Regions from separate parts of the Sus scrofa genome. Here regions 1 and 2 are each linked to region 3. A link is a contact called in public HiChIP or PLAC-seq data. All regions are on one chromosome and are shown on one strand. The core of a region is the stretch at or near the end of the contact, and the rest is flanking DNA. Distances in the headings are between cores, read along the strand shown.

What was found. HiChIP or PLAC-seq counts read pairs in DNA pulled down with a chosen protein or histone mark.
Region 1: an H3K27ac HiChIP or PLAC-seq map of alveolar macrophages shows a contact between it and region 3. The contact joins the promoter of CYTH4 here to the promoter of GGA1 in region 3. A contact is called at or near these places in 3 of 47 Hi-C or Micro-C datasets (embryonic fibroblasts and retroperitoneal adipose tissue) and 1 of 2 datasets of contacts at active chromatin or transcription factors (alveolar macrophages).
Region 2: an H3K27ac HiChIP or PLAC-seq map of alveolar macrophages shows a contact between it and region 3. The contact joins the promoter of POLR2F here to the promoter of GGA1 in region 3. A contact is called at or near these places in 2 of 47 Hi-C or Micro-C datasets (heart right ventricle and liver) and 1 of 2 datasets of contacts at active chromatin or transcription factors (alveolar macrophages).

The regions. Positions count from the first base shown.
Region 1 is chr5:10,519,688-10,523,284 of Sscrofa11.1, reverse strand. CYTH4 (cytohesin 4) reads left to right here and starts at 1,702. Exons shown (of 13, transcript NM_001144121.1): 1 at 1,702-1,720. The coding sequence starts at 1,702.
Region 2 is chr5:9,916,412-9,919,564 of Sscrofa11.1, reverse strand. POLR2F (DNA-directed RNA polymerases I, II, and III subunit RPABC2) reads left to right here and starts at 1,844. Exons shown (of 5, transcript XM_003481541.3): 1 at 1,844-1,975. The coding sequence starts at 1,956. C5H22orf23 (UPF0193 protein EVG1) reads right to left here and starts at 1,779. Exons shown (of 7, transcript XM_003481544.4): 1 at 1,521-1,779; 2 at 1,219-1,330. The coding sequence starts at 1,321.
Region 3 is chr5:10,211,844-10,215,271 of Sscrofa11.1, reverse strand. It overlaps GGA1 (ADP-ribosylation factor-binding protein GGA1), which reads left to right and starts at 1,442. Exons shown (of 19, transcript XM_021091505.1): 1 at 1,442-1,877. The coding sequence starts at 1,835.

The DNA of each region.
Region 1 (3,597 bases), core at 453-2,952, 310 kb before region 3:
TGTGGATACCGGGACGGGGGGCCGTTGTAGCCAGCTCTTGCATCAACCTCACCCCCTCCCCTGGGTGCCCTTCATTCATTCGTTCGTCCATTCGTTCATTTATTGCACATTCATACACCCGCATGGGCCCCCAGCATTTACCAAGCACAGGACACAGAGGGCCCTTGTCCTCCTGGGCTTTGAGACTGGTGGGAAAACAGATGAATACACAATATGTGCCACAAAGTGACAAGGAAGGAGCAGTGAATTTATAGATGTTTCTTTTTCTTTTTTCTTTTTTTCGTCTTTTTAGGGCCGCACCTGCAGCACATGGAAGTTCCCAGGCTAGGGGTCAAATCGGAGCTGTAGCCTCCGGCCTACGCCAGAGCCACAGCCACGCAAGATCTGAGCCAGAGCCACAAAAACCTGGGATCCAAGCCGTTTCTGTGACCTACACCACAGCTCCTGGCAAGGCCAGATCCTTAACCCACTGAGCGAGGCCAGGGATTGAACCCAAATCCTCATGCACACTGTTCGGGTTCTTTACCATTAAGCCACAATAGGACCTCCTAGATATTTCTTCTTTTGAAGTATTTATTCATTTTTGGCTATGCCCACGGCATGCAGAAATTCCCAGGCCAAGGATAGAACCTGAGGCACAGCAGTGAAAACATCGAATCCTTAGGCCACAAGGGAACCCCTATAAATATTTCTTCACACTGTACTTTTTTCCACCAAGGATTTGAATCAGCTTGCCAAAAAAAATTAAAAAAAGACACAAGCAGTCGAATTGTAAATTTTAACCCCCAAAGAAAATTGAAACCTAAAAGAGAAAGAAGATAGTGTTTATTGACTATTCATGCATCTTACATGCATTATGTCCCCCATGTTTTTCATAACCCCGAGGTGAGAATTAGTATTCAGCTTTTACAGGTAAGCAAACTGAGGCTCATTGCCAATAAGTGACTCACCCAAGTTCACCCAGGCCCTGAGTGGCAGAGCTGAATCACCCTGCTGTCTGGCCTCAACGTCTGTCTGTTACAACAGAACAGTCGTCAAGGCACTTTGGATTTGACTGAGCTTCCCAGCAACCTGGGGGAAAAGGGAAACTGAACATCTGGCCTGACCAATCACTAGACAGGCAAAAGCCAAGCATTTCATTGAGGGGAGGCAGAGCCTTTGCTAGCACTGGATTAATTTTTCCTTGATCAAGGGAGGGTTGATGAAAGAGAGCTTGTGGGGTGGGACCTAGGGGGCTCCGCTTGGACTGTTCAAGTGGAGTGACCCTTCAGCTGAAGGGCAGGGAGGTTGCTGAGTAAGTGCCCATGGTCCCGCTGGAGAAGGATCTGTGCTCTAATAAGCATCTTCCTCGGGGGGGTGTGTCTGCATGTTTCTCTCTGTCGCACCATCTTTCTCTTTTTATCCCCCGCCCCCCGTGTCCTTCTATCCCTCCCTCGTCCACCCCCAACATGCAAAGAGTCCCCAGTACGCAGAACTGGTTTTAGGAAGTGCTGTTACGTCAAGAGCCTACGTACCAGAGCCCCAGAGCCCCAGAACCCAGGCAGGACAGGACTTCCTCCCCACACAGGGGCTGGGCGGGGCGGGCGGACGGGAAGGGGCCTGCTCTAGCTGAGGTGACACATCTCTGCCTGAGCAGCCGAGCTGCAGCTGGGTCAGCAGGCCCCTGGAGCCCGGGCCGCCCTTCCCCGGGGGGGCTTCAGAATGGACTTGTGCCACCCAGGTAAGCGTCTGGGCCGACCTGTCTGGGCCTCAGTTTCCTGTTCTGTAGAATGGGGATAACGGTGCTGGCCTCACAGCAATCAGTGTGTACATAGATATAAGCCAGATGGGACAGGCAGGAGCAGAAAACAGAGGTCTAGGCGCTCGGGCTTGGTGCCAAGCTGTGTTCCAGGGGCCGGGAGTCCAGCGAACGAAGCGGGGGCTCCCCTCACCCTCAGGAGCTTATTATGTTCTAGGGGGAAGACAGACAGTGCGAGTGTGCGTGTGCTTGGTCGGGAGGTGACAAGCCGGATGAGCGGCACGGTGAGATGAGGAAGATGGGACAGGTGGCCGAGAAGACCTCAAGAGGAGACACTGTTTGAGCCGAGGCTTGAAGGAGGGAGGAAAGGATCCGTGTGGGTTTCTGGGGAAAGAATATTCCAGACGAAGGAATAGCCAGTGCAAAGGTCCGGAGGTGGGACGCGAAAGATAGCTTGTGTCAAAGACGGTGACATCCGTGAGGATGATAAGTGTCCGGGTGGCAAAAGCACCCTGCAGCCCCAGTTTGGCCTCTGGTGGGGGACGGTGGCCTCTGGGGCGGCTGAGGACACCACTGATTGCCAGTGGAGGGGCCCAGGAATGAGCAGCCGGGGACCGTGGCCGGGCCCCTGCCCGGTCAGCAGGACCATGTGTCTGGAGGGGAAGGAAAGGAGGCTGCAGAGTGGGTACAGGGGCGGACGGGACTCCGTTGTGTTTCCGTGAGGAGGAGAGAAGAGGGCCCAAGTCCTTCTCAGAATATTCCAGCATGGCCTGGAATTCCTGAGGACAAGGGCTGCCTGGAGCAGTTCGGTTCCCCAGGTCCAGATAATGTGCAGCAGAACCCTACCTTCAAACAAAACCTCACACAGGAGTTCCCGTTGTGGCTCAGCAGCAACAAACCTGACTAGTATCCGTGAGGATGTGGGTTCGACCCCTGGCCTCACTCAGGGGGTTAAGGATCTGGCGTTGTCGTGAGCTGAGGTGCAGGTTGCAGGCGTGGCTTAGATCTGGTGTTACTGTGGCTGTCGTGTAGACTGGCATCTGCAGCTCCGGTTCGACTCCTAGTCTGGGAACAAAAGAACCCTCATACAAGGCAGTCCGACCCCGCCCACTGGGCCTCCCCTCACCCCAGGGTTTCAGGGGAACACAGCTAGAGAAGCAGGCATTAGTTTCAACAACCCCCATTTACAGATGGAACAAAGGAGGCCAAGAGAGGGACACCGTCCTGCTGGGGCAGGACCCCTCCCCACCTCCTGGCTCCCCTCCCCACCCTTTCTCCCCAAACCCTGAGCTTCCCCTGCGGGCTTTGGGAGGCAGGTGGCTCACAGACTGTAGGGGCTTGGTGAACACACCGCAGGTGGCAACTGGGGGACAAGAGGAGACCCAGGAGGAGCAGTGCCTGGCTCAAGGTCACACAGCTGACACAAGGGTGACAAGAGACTGTGAAGTCCCCTTCCCCCTCGCCAGCCAACACTGCCTGACTGGCTACCACTCTTACTTGGTTCTTTGCTGGGGGGGGTCTTCTGGTACCAAAGGCCTTAGGATAGTTGTCCCCATAATGCAAATGAGGAAACGGCGGCTCACAGAGGTGAACTGGAGGAGAGGACGGACGGGCCCGAAGTCAGGTGGCCAATAAGTAGCAGAATAGGGACAAGATCTAAGAGAAGAGAGAGCCCCAGTTTAGCCTGGGTTGGGGGGTATAGGTGCGGGGCATCTGAGGGAAGCCACTGCTTCGGGTCAGGCGAGTCCTGGGAGGACAGAGGTTGAATGGAGTCACTGCAGGCAGTCTCTTGGGAGATGTGAGGGTTCCATTGATTGGTTCATCTATTCATTCATTCATTCATTCAAACTGGTGTGCCG
Region 2 (3,153 bases), core at 595-3,094, 300 kb after region 3:
AGACAAAGCACTTCAGTGAGGCCTCCTGGGCTGCGAGCAAATGTCCTCGTTTTGCCTCTGGACCCCATTCTGTACCTGTGTACTCCCGCTCTTCCTTTCCTGCTTCATTGTTTTCTATAGCACCCATCACCATCTAAGTTCTATATATTTTACTTATTTATCATTGTAACATTCCTACTGAAATATTAGCTCCATGGATGCAAGTCTTTTTTCTTTTTTCTGTTTTGCCTTTTTAGGGCCACACCTGCTGCAAATGGAAGTTCTCAGGCTAGAGGTTGAATCGGAGTTGTAGCCATTGGTCTACACCACAGCCACAGGAATGCCAGATCCGACCATGTCTGCGACCTACACCACAGCTCATGGCAATGCTGGCTCCTTAACCCACTGAGTGAGGCCAGGGATGGAATCTGCGTCCTTATGGATGCTAGTCAGATTTGTTTCCACGAGCCACGAAGGGAACTCCACAAGATTTTTTTTTCTTTTTCTTTTTTTTTTTTTTTTTTTACTGCTGTATCATCAGCAACTGGAACAATGTCTAAAAGCTCACAGTGGGCTTAAAATCTTTTTTTGTTGTTGTTGAGTGAATGAACAAGCAGTCATTAAGCATGTGCCAGGGGCTGGAGTTACAATTGCGAGCCAAAACAGGCACCGTGTCCTGATGGGAGTTCATGAACTAGAAGGGCAGATGGATGTTAATTCAACATGAATTCATAGGGACACACAAGGTATCTGACTACAGGTTACGCTAAGCCCAGTGAAGGAAAAGGCACTGGGAGTGTGTGGGCACCTAACGGTTGGTTGCACTGTGTTGGTGGTGGGTGGGGAGGAAATAAGGCTTCTCTGGAGAAATTGAAAGTGTGATATAGTATGTGTCACTGGGTCACCATGCTGTACAGTAGGAAAAAAAAAATTGTATTGGGGAAATAACAATTACAAAAAAAAAGAATAACCAAAAAAAAAAAAGTGTGATATAAGGGATGCATAGCAGTTAACTACTCTAAAATTCGTGAGTTCTTTGACTTTTGGCCACTTTCGAGTTGCAGGACCCCCAAACTTTCCTGAACCCCAGGCTTCTTATCTGAAAAATGAAAACAGCAATTGCAAGCCATAAGTCATGCAGGTGAGAACTGAGTTACAGAGGTTAACAGTGACTACCGCTCTCCTTTTGTCCTTTCATGCACTGACACCACCGCCCCGCCCCGCCCGACCACCACTGACCTCTGAGCAGCTCGCAGGTTCTTGGGGTGTAAGCGGCCGGCTTGGGGCAGCGCCAGAAGCCAGTTCCTTTGGTCACAGTCTCCACCCTCTCCTGGGAAGCCATGGGAGGGCTCTGAGGAGGGAAAAACGCGACGACACACCCCCTGTCTCCCATATACAACCTCTGCTTCCGCATCCCCAACACCACCCAAAGTTTGGGTCTGGCGGGGGCGGGGCCCGCAAGAGAATCGTGACGCCGCCCATCAATATCGCGACAGTGCCCAATCCTCCCACCCGGAACAGATCCACTGGCAGATACACACATGCGAACAGAGACCTCATCCAGACCCGGCGCCTGTGGCAGGGAAGCCACCTCTGGAGGAAAGGGGCGTTAGGGTAACCTTGCCCGTTGTGTGATAGACCCAAACGGAAACCTCACTCTTAGGTAAGACTCCGGCTGGGTGCCCACTGAGAGTGGCCGCTAGGCTCTGAAGGAGCACCCGCGCCGGAGCCCTGCAGGAATGCTTTTGAGATCTCCGCTGCTCAAGCTCTGGTTATACACTCTGGCTACCATGGTAACAAGCTCTAGCTTCTCGGCGCGTGCGCACTATCGCCCTGCCGATCCTCCCGGAAGCAATTGCCTCTAGGTCACAGCGCAGGCGCAGAGTGCGCGTGGCGCAGCTCGTGGCGGAGGCGCGCAGTTTGCGGGTCTCCGCGCGACTCTTAGCGCAGAACCAGGGAGCTGCGGCGCGGGCGTCATGTCTGACAACGAGGACAAGTGAGTGCGGGAGCAAAGTGAGCTTTGCCGAGCCTGGTCAAAGGAGGTTAAGGAGCCGTTAACCGAGGGGCAATGCGTGAGGGGACTGGGGGTATTGAGGGGCCCGCGGAGCTGAAGAAGGGAAAGGCGGGGGGACCAGGAGCTTAGACCTGGTCACAGGCTGGGCCAAGAAAAGCCCCAGTTTGAGGATCCGGAGAGAATCAGTGAACGTGGTATCTTTCCACAAACTTTCACGGAGTCGGGCTCTGTCTCTTGATTTGGAATTACTGAGGTGAATTAGGCATAGCTCCTGCTCTTCAGGTAGGGGGCCCTTTCTAGAAAAGGGGACAGGCCCACAGACGGATACTGCAGGGGTCGTGTGAATTGCACGAAGTATGTAAAAGAAACCCAGCGGAGGGTCTGGGGAGACTTGAGGTGGTAAAAGTCTGGGAGGCTTGCGGTAATCCAGGAAAAAAAAAGGAGTGACTTGTACTAGGTAATCGTAGTAGAGGTAGTGAGAAGTGGTTTTGATTTCTGGGTTTATTTTGAAGCTAGAACCGGAAAGATTCCCTGAATGTGTGGAGGAGAGACAAAAATAGAGGCGTCTTTAGCATAAGAGTATTAGTCAAAGCTAAGAGAGGGGGCGATCATGGGGAGGCGGCAGGGGGGTGGGTGGTCAGTAGAGAAGAGGAGATGAATGAGCGTCAGAGCATCCTAACTGTGGAGTGCCTGGAGGGAAGAGAAGCTGAGAAAGAGCCACTGTGAGGCGGGGGAACACCAAGACCGCGAGGTGTCCTTTTCTTTCTTTCTTTCTTGGTCGCCCTTGTGGCATCTGGAGTTCCTGGGCCTGGGATCAGGTCCGAGCCACAGTTGTGACCTATGGCACAGCTGCAGCAGTGCTGGATCCTTAACCCACTGTGCCGGGCCAGGGCTCGAACCTGTGTCCCAGTGCTCCAGAGATGCTGCCAGTCCTGTTGCGCCGCAGCGGGAACTCCAGTGGAGAGTGTTTTGAGTGAGAGGGAGTGATTCGGTGTGCCACCTGACAGATCAGGCTAAATGAGAACAAGAATAGACCAGTGGATTTAGCAACGTGCAAATCATTGATGAACTTGAAAGGAGTGGTTTTGGTGGAGCCAAGGAGCTGAAAGTCTTTGGGAGTGAGATGATGACAGAATGTGAGGAGAAGAATTGGAAATGGC
Region 3 (3,428 bases), core at 193-2,692:
GCTTATGAATAATAGTTTCAACTCATTCATGCATTCAATGCATGATTTTTTTTTTTTTTTTTTTTTGGCCGCACCCATGGCATGCTGTAGTTCCTGGGCCAGGGAGCCAACCTGCGCCACAGCTGCAACCGGAGCCAAAACAGTGACAACCCCGAATCCTTAACCCACTGAGCCGCCAGGAAACACCTCAATGCGTGTTGATTGAACACTTATGTGCCAGTTATTCTTTCAAGCCTTGAGGATACATCGATGAACCAAATAGATGAAATTCCTCGTCCTCACAGAGCTTACCTTCCAGTGGGGGCAAGAGACAAAAGACACGATGAAGAAAAGAAGTAATCAGTGGAGACAGGTGCTAAGGAGAAAAGTTCAGCCGAGACAGTGAGTGGGGAGCCTGTGTTGGGGGGATTCACTTAGCAAACACTGGTTCACTGAATTCTAACAAGAATGATTCAGATGGGAAGTCTTGAGATCCAAGGAGGCTAAGTGACTTGTCCTAGGGCAGTTTGGAAAGCAGCGAGGTCAGAATTTGAACCCTGGTCAAATCTCTGCTCTCTTTAAAACGTGACCCTGGACAGACTGCATGTGCCCCTAAATCAGTGCGGTAAATGTATTATTTCTGTAACAATTCATGTCACAGTAATAAAAGAAACAAACGAAAAGAGCTCTAAGTACATATTATGTTACAGCTTTTATTGAGGAATGCAATAAACATACATATCACTTTCCTGTATAATTTTAATGGTTTGTGGGGGAGAGTTGAGAAAAGCATCTCGGTTTGCTGAATAGTTGAGTTTAGGGGAAAAACTGACCCAAGCACATGCCTCTCAAACTCCCTGATGAGGTCACCTCGGTTCTGCAAGGTGAATCGAGGTCGCTTGCGAAGGCAACGGCTGAGCAGAACCGGATTCGCCAGATTCCCTTTAACCCTCCAGGAGACAGGGAGGCTCCCGAGCACACCACGGGTCAGTTCCCCGGAAGGCCGCCAGGGGGCGACAGAAGGAAACGGACCCAGGTGAGCTCGTGACGTGCCCCGGGGCCTGGAAACTGCGGGGTGCATGAAATGATCTCAGAATGAATGCAGGAGATAGCACGGGGTTCGGGCTTTGCCACTTGTGTGACCTCAAACGATCCGGTTCATTGGTTTGTTGTGAGGAGTAAATAGAAAAATGTGTAAAAGTTCTCAAAGGAGTTCCCTGGTGGCTTAGCCGGCTAAGGATCCCCTGTTGTCACTGCTGTGGCGCAGGTTCAATACCTAGCCTGGGAATTTCCACATGCTTTGGACGCAGCCAAGGGGGAAAAAAAAAGTGCTTAAAACGATGCTTGGACAACTGTAAACACTCAATAAACTTTAACGGCCCAAGTAAGTCGTTGCCCTTTTAAGGCCCCGCCATGTTTACATCTAAGCGGAAATACCCGCTCAGGATTCCGGAAGTGACCTAAGAGCCCCTCAAAAAGATGGCGGTGGAACGTTCGGCCGGAAGCGGTCACAAGCGTTTTCGTGACGCGAAACGAATTAGAGCGTCCCGCGGGGTTTCCATGGTGCAGCTCTCAGCCCCGAGTCCTTCTGCTTCCTCTCCGGCCTGAGCGCTGTGGACGAGGAGGCCGGCAACCCGTTCCTCCCCCCGCAGTCGCCGCTTAGGGGAGGGGTTGGGCGAGCAAGTGACGCTCTAGGCGAGTAGTTCTCGTCTCTATGGTGCTGAATGCTCTCACGCTCCGCTCTCGCGCGTTGGGACGGACGTTGCCCCTTTAATCGGCCGAGGGCGGTGCCGAGGAGGTCCCGCGAGAGCGGCGGGGGGCGGGGGGCGGTGCCGAGGCTGGGGGCCCGTGGCGGATGGAGCCCGCGATGGAGCCGGAGACTCTGGAGGCGCGAATCAGTGAGTGTCCGGGAGGGGCGCGGGCCGGACCGGAACCGGAACCAGGGGCACTAGGCGGGCCCCTTCCCGACGGAGGCGGGGTACGGGGCGCCCCCTCCTCACGCCCCGCCCCCGGCCCGGGGAGGGACGGTGTCCCAAGCCGGTACCTCAGACTCTGGGTTGAATAGAGACCCCAGCAGGTGCGCGGACTGGCGACGCGAGCGGGCGCCGCCTACCCTTCCGATCCGAGGGCAGCGACCCCCAGGGAGGAGTGAGCTGCGCCCCTCTCTGTGCCCAGAACCTCCGGGATGGAGAAAGCAGCCTCCAACCCCCTCGGGCCCAGACTTCAACGCGGAACGGACGCCCTAGTCTTTCCAAGGAGCCCGGGATGGTAGCAAGCGAGCAGCCCCTGGGGCTGAACCTCAGACCCAAGAGGGAGGGATCCTGCTCCCCTGGAACCCCGAATCCTCCGCTTTCTGACGCTGCATGCGTGACTCGCTCCTATCCATTCCTTGAGCTTGCATCTCCGCTCAGATTTGCTCGTTCCCCCACCCAGGAAGGGAGGGTCCACTAACCCATGAGAGCCCCCGAGTTCTGGCCACATAGTGAGAAACCCCTAAACCCTACAGGTTTGAGTCCGGTCTCAGACTCCAGAAGTAATTTCAAGGTCTCTATCCCTGCCCTCAACCCAGCCCCTTGGCTTCTGCACCCTCACCAGACTCCTTTCCCAGCCCTCTCCTGGCTTCCTCCAAATGCCTCTGCATCCCCTCCTGTGTCTCTTCCTAATACCTGGCTTTCAGAGTATCAGCCGCTACACGGTCCACCTGACCTCCCTATCCCACACTACAGAAGCTTTTCAGCTCTCACAACCCCTCAAAGCATGGCTTGCTTCTCCCCGGGCTGGTGACAGCTCCCTCTCAAGTCTTTCTTCCTGTTGGGCCCACATCTGCCACAGGACCTCGGGGCAGCCTCTGCTCAGGTCTACCTTCAGTTCAGCCTCCTGGCCTCAGGCACACCAGGGAGCTGCCCAGGGTGTTGGGGGGCTATGATCAGCCCCTTTGAAGCCAGTCTTGTGCAGAGTTGAGTTCTGAGGTTGGTCCCAGAATCACACTGTCTCCAGCGGAGGGGGAGGGCCTGGAAAGGAAGCACTCAGCGGCCATCGAGACTGTTCTGGAACGCCACAAGTGTCCAGGTCACAGCAATAACTGGGGGGGATGGGCAGGGCCCTGGTTGATAGATCTGACCGCCGCAGGCCTTGGGCTGTGGCTGATACAAAACCAGTGTCAGGTTGAGCAGCAGTGGGGATTTTCTGCAGGGTCAGAGGATCTGATCTGAGGAACAGACAGGAGTCAGGGCACACAGGTTTGGCAGGAGGCTGGACTCCAGTTGGGGCTGAGATTGTTTTCTTTTTCATCCCCTCACAAAATTATAAGTTCTCCCCTCACAGTGGCTGGAGGTAAAAAGTAGCTTCTGGTGGGTCAGTGATGATGTTCCCGTCACTGTAGGGTGACAGAGCAGAGTCACACGCCCTGTTGTGAAACACCCCTTCCCTCCCTGGGTGCTCTCCCCTGC